Linked DNA regions of Gossypium hirsutum: regions 1 and 3 are each linked to region 2. The links are chromatin contacts, called in public Hi-C maps. All regions are on one chromosome and are shown on one strand. Each heading gives the region's core, a stretch centred on a gene start, on an enhancer-like site or on the middle of the called end of the contact. The rest is flanking DNA. Distances are from core to core; before and after follow the strand shown. Region 1 holds the start of LOC107951313 (probable trehalase). Region 2 holds the start of LOC107951375 (probable nucleoredoxin 3). Region 3 holds the start of LOC107951298 (protein NTM1-like 9).

Region 1 (3,005 bases), core at 344-2,843, 710 kb before region 2:
GGAAAAGAAAAAGGAACATTGGCAAGGTAGGCAACATGGAGTGAAGAACACACAATGGTTGATGATTCCGGCCTCGGCTTGTTCCACATTGCATAATACCGATTCAAAAAGTGATTACACTGCTCAGCATCACGGATAATCAACTCATGTATATCTATACGAAATCACAGAATGTAAAGGAGGAAGTTAAAAAGCTTATACAAAGAAGCAATTGTTCATACAAATAAAGTAAACATACATAGTACCTGAATTCCAATATCGATATTCTTTAATCAATGGTGGGAGAGATTTCTTAACGAATTCGACATCACCGGTCCGATTATATATCTCATAGACCATTGCACTCAAAAGAGGAGGCTGGCTGCAAAAGGGACCTTGAAGCTATTAGATAGTTGTACAAGGCAATGAGCAATTAAGACCGTAAAAACTAGTAGTAATTTACATTGTTTGATATAATGTAAAATATGAAAAGCACAAATGAAAAGTTAAAAGAAAACCCATTTTCATTTATTCCTAAAACAATGATAAGAAAATAACTGAATAGCATTACCTTCGATTGGTATAATAGGCTCTAGCACCATTAAGAACATGACCATAAGTGTCTAGCATGAAAATGAGATTAGTCACTATTGCTTTTGCAGTCTCGTACATTTTACTTGCCAGCAGGCCTCTGCACAAACATATTAAACATCAATCCCCATTAAGATTTTAAACTAAGGTATGTTGATTCCTTAAAAACTCCAATAAACTGTGAAGCCACATGGAAGCAATCTCCAAGAGAATATTCCTTTATGATCCTAAAATTAAAAACATTATGATGAAGTCAAAAACTAACCTGATAACCCAATAAGAATCCCAATAATAAACCTCAGTGAAACGTGAACCAGGAATTATTACAGGCCTTGGCAAAGGAAGCAGAGTATGCAATTCAGGATGATGAAGAACCGAGCTCGAAACTTTCCTGCTCAAATTCTTCCACAAAGCATGGACTTCCAATGCCCAACCTCTCACCTCTGGGCTCTCCACCTTGGGCAAAAAGCCATGCGGCTCAGGGACAAAATCCACTGGCTCGGCATATACAACATCATCCCCTGCATCAGTAAAGTACTTCCCGATAAACGCTTCAAAATCCTTAACAGAAACTGACCCATCTTCCGTCTTGGGAAGTTTATCGAATGCTTCCACGGTGGTGGAAAGATTAGACTTTAACGGTAAGTCTACATAGTGTTTAGGATCAAAATTCGATTTCCCATAAGTTTGCAAAGCAGTTTCTTGGACACGTACAAGGAAACTTAGTAAGGGTGTTGCAGGGATTACAGGACCCGGACCTTTGGTACATGATGATGGAGGTGAAAGTGGGTTAGCGAGGGCCATTGGAGGCAGCGATTGTGAAAGAATGAACACTGAAAAGAGAAAAAGGAAATGCCTTTTACGGTTGGTGTGGTAAAGAAATGGGGCCATAATGATGGGTAGAATCAAAGGAGATTGGACGAGACATGGATTAACGCGTGTTGACTTTTAAGGATCTGGAAAAAAAAAAGTAAGAAAAGGACGGCCGGTTATGTAATCGCAAAACGATGGTAATCAGGATTTACGATAAGGACTAAGCACGTGGACAACCATTGTAACATTGATATATAGGCAAAAAAAAAATCCTATTAAAATATACATTGGATCTGTGAGAGTTTGAAGTTGACTACGACTGTGGACAATGGTTAGCCAAGTGGATGAATGTAATTGCTGGTTAATAAAGAAATAGTGACAGTCATGGTCTTTGAAAATATTTGGAACGGCGTCTCTTTGAGTATTGATAAAATCAAAAGTTAAAGGCCAAAAGAAGGGATATTAGCATATATTGAAACTGGGGAAGAAAGGGAATTCGATGGTGAATTCTCCCATGGGTTTTGGATATTGGTTAGAATGTAGGGTATAGAAAGTAATATTTATGTTCTGAAAGTGATATGTACTAGTATTTGTGTTTGTTTTCATATCAAAAGTTTGTATCAATAGATATAAATCAGATATAATATCTGTTTAGATTAATATTGAAACAAACAATTTAAAATATACCGAAATTATTGAAATATACAAAAATTTAAAAGATATAATATACCAAAATGTATTTACTAATCTGTACCATACAGATAACCATGATTTTGGTATACTAAGTTGTTTAGCTAGATAAGAAGGTTATACTTTTGGCTCCTCAAATTTCAGCTCGATGAAAATATATTTTCAAGGGTTCACACAGATGTTATTGACCCCTTCGGTAAAAGCATATTTTTTATTTGGGAACAATTCTTTGTCTCTTTGCGATTTTGTAACAATTTGAAAGTTGTTGGTGTTGGATAAATTCAATTTCGAGACTTCGATTCTGTAAATCGATATTATAAATATTTTTATTAAATATTTATGGAGTTATATTCTAGGTGAATTGAATTCTGGATAGCCAAGTTTATCAAATTAATGATTAATTAGGTACAGGAAATAAATTGTAAAAGTAGTAAAAGTTCAATTGTTATGGACTTTTAATTAAGAAATGAGTCAAAGGACTGAAATAGCAATTAAACCATGTTATTATACTATTAGTTGACGGTAGCAAACATGGGTCATTAAATTGATTAATATAAAATATGATTTAAATTAATTAAAAGAAAAGAAAAAAAGAAAGAAATAACTTAAAATTTTATATTATTATCAAGTTAGTTGGGGATGGAATTACATTATCTTCTTCCCCACTCACCCGAAGCAAATATAAACAAAAGAAGGTTAACGCTATTTAGCGTTTTGGAAGCTTTAACCTTAAAATTCAAGTACTTAGTTTTTTTTTAAATTTTTATATTTTTGAAATTCCGGGAATTTAATCTAGCTTACCTGTGTGTTATTTTTCAAAATTGTTAAAGTTTTTAAAAGTTATTATTGTTGATTTCTTGAAGTTTTTTGTATTAAATTGTTAGGTTTTAAGCTTAGATATGAAAAAAGACTAGTTTGTAAAGTTTAAATAT
Region 2 (3,375 bases), core at 46-2,545:
ATCGCTTATGTTGACATCAAATTCTTTCTGGTCTCTGTCTGAAGAAACCAAAACAACCTCAAAACAGTCTCCCCTGCTGCTCAATAGCTGGTTGTAAGCTTCTACAAGCTGAGCAGTGAAAGCACGGCATGGAGGACACCAGTGTGCGCCGAAATAAAGGCCGACTGTCTTCCCAATAAGTTTCGATACTAAAACCTACAAAACCCGAAACATAACCGGGCTCATAAATAATATCTTAACCCTACATTAATATAAAAAAACTCTCAGATAATCTTACCTTTCCACCATCGCTAGCAACAACATAATCCCGTCCTGGACGAGCTAAAAGTTGATCGATTTTTCCTCCTTGACGCTTTGAATCATCGATAGCCTTCAATTCTTCTCTTCTCTTCTTGGTGAAAGGAAATGCATCTTCGCCAAAATCTTCAATCAATCCAATCAAGTCTTCTTCAACTGATTGTCCATCTAAGTTTAAAGGAACAAGAAAGGGAATACGAACAACATGAAACCTTTCACGTAATTTCTTATGCAAATTCACATCAAAAGGAACGGTAAGCCAAGGCATGGTCTCGAAGTGAGCATTGAATCCATCTTCATCGTGGTCCAAGGAAATAAACACAATCTCTAGCTCTTTCCCCATTGTTCTTAACATGTTGTATAGTTGCACCAGCTTTGGGGTAAAACTTTGGCAGGGCCTGCACCAGTTTGCAGAGAAGAAGAGGCAGATCGTCGTTTTCTCATAATCAAATGAAGACAAGGTTACCTAAAAAACACACAGCAAAGGAACTAACCGCTTTCTTAGGATAATCAAATCACTAATCTTATCCATATGGTCCAAGCAAGATAATCAAAAATTGTCGACAACTAAAGAAAGCAAAAAAGGGGTATTTGAATTTTGTCAAAGAGTACCTTATCTTCTTCACCGGATAACAGGAAGTCAACCCCTTCAGATGCCAAGATGGTGAGGAAGTCCCAAAGGGGCAAGTTTGTGGCCTGATAATCAGGCTTTGACATGGCAACTGTGTAGTTACAAGGCTTAAAACAGGAAGTTTGGGAGGTTATTTTTGTGCAGGGTGACCTGAATTGCAAACGCTAGGTATAAAAGGTTTATTATATTCTGCTACGCGACTTACTGTTAACTTGATGAAAAAGTTTTATTCTCATCACGCAACCAGGAATATTCGATGAGCAATTTTCAGGGAATTTAAGCCATAAATGGGAGGAACATATCCAATTTTCTACGGATATATTCATGACATTGACTCATGTTTCGTCGGCCCTCTTTCTTTTTTATAAGGATAGGTTCGGGATAGGTTCGAAGTTTGGATTCAAATCCATCATCTCTTATGGAGCCCACTTATTACTTATTTTAATATTTTTATGCGTAAAAATGAGGCACAAACAAGAATCATTCTTTTCTTTTTGGCTTTCAGGAAAGCAACGTTAAAAGCCTTCCATCTTTTGTCACCCTCTTCTATGGGTTTACTATTTAAGAGAAAAAGAACAAGAGAATTTTATAAGAGTTAATTGAATATAGGAGTCGTAATAAATTGAAATACTAACATTTTCTACCATGGACATTTACTGGATTTTTCTTTCTTGGATCAAGAGAACCAGATTCAATCATAGATAAAAGAGATCACAAGTTCCAGGGGAGAGAGTCATGAAAACAAAAAAAATAATATCCGTTAAAACGTATTCATTCACCCAAAAATAACATCCGAACAAAGGGGGATATAATTCTCCCTTTTTTAACTTCTACCATGGAGAAAAATTCCTGTATATCTTCATCTCACCTACCTATGCTCTCATCCTTCTCACCCTTTGCTTTGCTTTGCTTGTTTCAGCAATCAAAATGTCATTACCAGTTTTTTAAAGTTCATCATGAGAATCATCATCTTCTTCAGTTGATCCACCACCTGGGGCTCCACCAGATCTTTGGTACACAGCTGTGATGATTGGGTTGCATACTGCCTCTACCTCCTTGAGCTTCTCCTCGTAGTCTTCCTTCTCGGCACTCTGGTTGTCATCAAGCCACTCAAGTGCCTCTTTCACTGCGGTTTCAACTTTCTCCTTCTCATCAGATTCAAGCTTGTCAGCGAGCTTATCCTTATCATTAATCTGGTTTTTCATGTTGTAGATATAGGTCTCCAGGCTGTTGCGACCATCAATCCTTTCCTTCACCTTCTTGTCCTCCTCTGCGAATTCTTCTGCCTCACGAACCATTCTCTCAATCTCCTCCTGGCTCAGACGACCCTTATCGTTTGTGATAGTGATCTTCTCAGATTTTCCAGTGCCCTTATCTTCTGCCTTGACGTTTAAGATGCCATTTGCATCAACTTCAAATGTGACTTCAATTTGAGGGGTTCCTCTGTAAATTGAGGGATCAAACCATAAATGAATAATTCAGGTGAAGAAATGCAGAAAATACAAATGAGAATTGGTGGGGAGAGCAAACCTTGGGGCTGGAGGAATTCCAGTAAGATCAAATTTTCCCAATAACCTACAATCTTTTGTGAGACTCCTTTCACCTTCAAAGACCTGACATCAAACCACAGCAATTCAAATAAAGGTTCAAAGTATTACAGTTATTAGCATTAAAAGGAAAGGAAAATCCAATTCTTGAGTATTTTACATGTAGGCAAGCATAACTAAGTGTACCTGAATGGAGACGGTAGTCTGCTGGTCCTGATAAGTGGTGAAAACTTGTGACTTCTTGGTTGGGATAACAGTGTTTCTAGGAATCAACTTGGTCATTACTCCACCAACAGTCTCAATGCCAAGGGTAAGTGGAGCCACATCAAGGAGAAGAATATCTGTGCAGAAAGCATCAAACACAAATATCAGCCAAGTCGATTCAGTTATAGAAAGGTTTCATCCCCTATGGAGTCACGTATCGTCATTATAGACAAAACTACTTACCTTTCGTTTCATCACCACCCTCTCCACTCAGGATGCCTCCTTGTACTGCAGCACCATAAGCAACAGCTTCATCTGGGTTAACACCCTTGTTGGGCTCCTTTCCATCAAAGTAGTCCTTGAGGAGTTGTTGAACCTTTGGAATTCTAGTGCTTCCACCAACAAGAACGATCTCATCAATTTGGCTCTTCTGCAAACCAGCATCTTCCATCGCCTTCTTCACAGGTCCCATGGTCTTTCTGAACAGGTCATTGTTCAATTCCTCAAAGCGAGCTCTGGTCAGTGGCTCGGAGAAATCAACACCGTCAAAAAGTGATTCAATCTCCACACGGACCTGGTGCTGGCTGCTGAGAGCTCTCTTGGCACGCTCAGCTTCCCTCCTAAGCTTCCCAAGAGCTCTGTTGTCCTTGCTGATATCCTTTCCATGCTTTTTCTTGATCAATTTAATGAAGTATT
Region 3 (3,293 bases), core at 421-2,920, 760 kb after region 2:
GCTAGAATATAGGTAACTTGTTGACTTCTACCAAGGTTTCTTCAGCTGCGTGATCTTCTGCATCAGAAGTCATATGACTATTGCAGCAGCTGTCACCCGTTATTTGACCATTTGGCATGGAAGTATCGGGATTCTGAGCTTGTGTCTCAGATGATATGGTATCTTGGACAAGATCCGATGATGTATCATCATCAGGAGCAGATTTTGTCATGGCAGCCGAACATACGGTTTGCTCAACCTCATCGTACTTCACAATATCATTCTTCTCTTCCGGTTTATGAAACAATCGACATTGAACAAAAGCACTCTGCACCAAGAAAAAGGGTCCAAGTCATATAGACATTCTTGTTTTTATTTGAATCAAACCCTTAACTAAGAACAGCAAGCCTAAAAATTAAGAAGGAAAACCTGGCCAGGGGCGGTGCCATCAAGGTCCTTTGTAGTGGGACGGTACTCATGCATGATCCAGTAAGTACGCTGGCCCTTGGGAGCACGGCCCTTGTAAAAAACCAAAGTCTTCTTCATGCCAATCAGTGACTTTTTAGACTTAATGGTTCGATCCTTACCCGTTGCTTTCCAATATCCTTTATCCGTAGCTCTGTTGGAACGATGGCTGTTCGGGTACTTCCTATCAAGCGGGCAAAAGAAGAACCACTCTGGATCGTCCGATTTTATCACCGACAGTCCTGTACTTAAATTCAACCATCCCAGTAATAAAAATTCAGAATTTAACTAATTTTGGAACATAAAAACTTTTTTTCGCAGAGAGGAATTTCAAAAAAAAAAAAAACCGTAAGTTTACCTCAAATTGCAAGTTGTAGGAATCGAATTTATGAAATAAAATGTATATTAATTTCATATATTGAGCGAATAAAGCAAAATTTCCAGCTGACGCTTTGGCTAAGGCTAAGGTATCAAAGAATCAAAACAATACTTAAACCAATAATTTCTTTCTTACGCAAAAGAAAAAGAGAAAAAAGAAATACCAGGCAAATCCCATGGCTCCCATTTGCAGACATCGATTTCAGGAATGACACCAACCTCGGAATGACGACCGTTGATCTTCAATCTAAGGTAATGATTGATGAGCTCCTCATCAGTCGGCCTGAACCTAAACCCTAAAGGCAACGTTTCCATCGTTAAAACTGCCATCCTTTGCTAGTTTTCAAAAAAAAAATTCTCGATTCTGAGTAAAATTGTCTTCTTCTTCTTCAGTGACTATCCAACTAGATTACTTAGGAAGGTAAATTAGTTGATTTTCAGTTGAGAGCTCCGTCAGGTCGCTTTCGTCTTAGGGTAAAGCCGCAAAGCCAAGTAAATGTGAAAAAAAAAAATCATGTGTGAGTAATCACGTGACCATGTCCGGTCCCTTTTTGCAGCCGTGTCGCTCTACCATTGGTGGAGACTGAAGCGCATTACAAGAGGAAGACGATGAGAGGCGCCCACAGCGTAGAAAAAACCCCGGTGTGGACGGCGAATTGAGCCACCCAATAATTGAGCTCCTTTTTCCTCCTTTTCCAGCGTAGGCTAAGGCAATGGAGCACTAGATCCTACACAATTACCAAAATACCCTCTCTACGCTTTTGTCACTTTTTTTTGCTTCTTGCTTTTTGGATAATACCGTCCACGTCTTTTCATTGTAATGTTGCACTGAGGAAAAGGAGCACAGTGAGTTAGCTTATCACGCAAGCCTTTTCGTATTTTTATAGTCTCAGTAAAGTTCAAGCTTTTTCTATTGGTTTTTATTAAAACAGAAAAAGGAAAAATTTATTTTGCCTCGTGCGCCCGGCTGGCTATAATATTGTGATATTTGCCCAGAAACTTTTTTTTTGATTCATTCACGTGCTTTTCTAGTGTTCTATATATATGGATTACTTGCAACCAGATTTAGATTCTAAAATTACTACTAAACTTCAAAATATATTAATTAAGGTTAAAAACTGCTCCAAGTCCTTGTATTCTTTGTACATTTGAACTTTATTCCTCTTATTTTCATTTCAATGAATTTAGTCCCTCTGCTTTTCAAATTTAAAAATATATGTTCAATTGTTAATACCATGAAATTTTCTATTAAATTCAGATTCATTGCAAATGTTATTTTCTGTTACATAATCGTGAAGTGAGACTTTCTTTTAAATTTTCAAAATATCGTGTCAACAAATTTAAAAAAAAATTAACAAATTAATAATTAAATCTAAAATTTAAAATTTAAAAAGTAAAAAGACTAAATTATTAAAAATAAAAAAATAAAGACTAAATTCTAAAAGTAAAAAAATCTTAAACTTTGACTGAAAATTGCTTATAGAAAAATTTTGATTTTTTATGATATTTGGATGATTTCACGTAATCATTTGGTTTTTTTAAAAAATCATTTTTCAAAGTTTTTAAATAAAAAATGCATAATATAAATTATAAAATATTATGGAAATATTACCGTTTGACAAACTAGTAATAACTATATTATCTCCTATAAATTTAATATTAACTTAATTTGAAGTTATAGGTATGATGTTGGATGGTGAAACACCGGAGCCAAAAGGATAAATGAAAACAAATATTCATTTATACTATTAAAATATTATTACTAAATATTTAGAAATTATCATTTATATATTTAATAACAATAAATTAATAAAAAAATATTTCAATACTATTTAAAATTTAAAATAATTATTAATATTGAAATCTATTATCAAAATAATATTATAATATTAAATATCAATATTTTAATATTTTTAAAATTAAAATTTATTGTTACTATAATAATATTTTACTCAATTTTAAATATTATATTACTTATAAGGGAGTTTTTTTTCTTAAAAAGATGGTCTTATGTTTTTTGAAAGAAGACAATTTGTCAAAAATAGTCCTTAAAATATGCAAAAAAAAATCAATTAAGTTTATGCAGTAAATTTGCACTCAATTAAGTCATTTCTATTAACTAAAATAATCAATTAAGCCCATCCGTTAACAATTCCTGTCATTGTTCACGTTGACCGTTAAAATAAATTGATGAACTAATCAAATGGTGATATGCTGCAACTTCTGGGTTAATCTAATATTTTTCTCATTAAAATATTGAAAACTAATATTTTTCCCATTAAAATATTAAAAAATTATAAAAATCAGAAAAAAATTATAAAAATAGTAAAAATATCAAAAAAATATAAAAATTAAAAAATATATGAAAATTGATTTAAACTTTTAAAAATTATAAAAATTAATAAATACTATCAAAAATATAATAAATCTAATAAATTATAAATTAATAAAACATATTTAAAATTTCATAA

The links. Hi-C and Micro-C count contacts between places; a contact is called where the count stands out from the background.
Region 1: a Hi-C map of leaf shows a contact between it and region 2, with 2.2 times the contacts expected there. The contact joins the promoter of LOC107951313 here to the promoter of LOC107951375 in region 2. A contact is called at or near these places in 3 of 34 Hi-C or Micro-C datasets (all in leaf).
Region 3: a contact with region 2 is called in a Hi-C map of leaf, with 2.4 times the contacts expected there. The contact joins the promoter of LOC107951298 here to the promoter of LOC107951375 in region 2. A contact is called at or near these places in 3 of 34 Hi-C or Micro-C datasets (all in leaf).

The regions. Positions count from the first base shown.
Region 1 is chrA02:43,580,837-43,583,841 of Gossypium_hirsutum_v2.1, reverse strand. LOC107951313 (probable trehalase) reads right to left here and starts at 1,593. Exons shown (of 10, transcript XM_016886316.2): 1 at 836-1,593; 2 at 551-670; 3 at 246-361; 4 at 54-154. The coding sequence starts at 1,461.
Region 2 is chrA02:42,871,729-42,875,103 of Gossypium_hirsutum_v2.1, reverse strand. LOC107951375 (probable nucleoredoxin 3) reads right to left here and starts at 1,295. Exons shown (of 3, transcript XM_016886406.2): 1 at 910-1,295; 2 at 278-763; 3 at 1-195. The coding sequence starts at 1,014. LOC107951374 (luminal-binding protein 5) reads right to left here. Exons shown (of 8, transcript XM_016886405.2): 5 at 2,923-3,375; 6 at 2,662-2,816; 7 at 2,459-2,541; 8 at 1,685-2,371. The coding sequence ends at 1,873.
Region 3 is chrA02:42,110,714-42,114,006 of Gossypium_hirsutum_v2.1, reverse strand. It overlaps LOC107951298 (protein NTM1-like 9), which reads right to left and starts at 1,670. Exons shown (of 6, transcript XM_016886298.2): 1 at 987-1,670; 2 at 409-691; 3 at 32-307. The coding sequence starts at 1,009.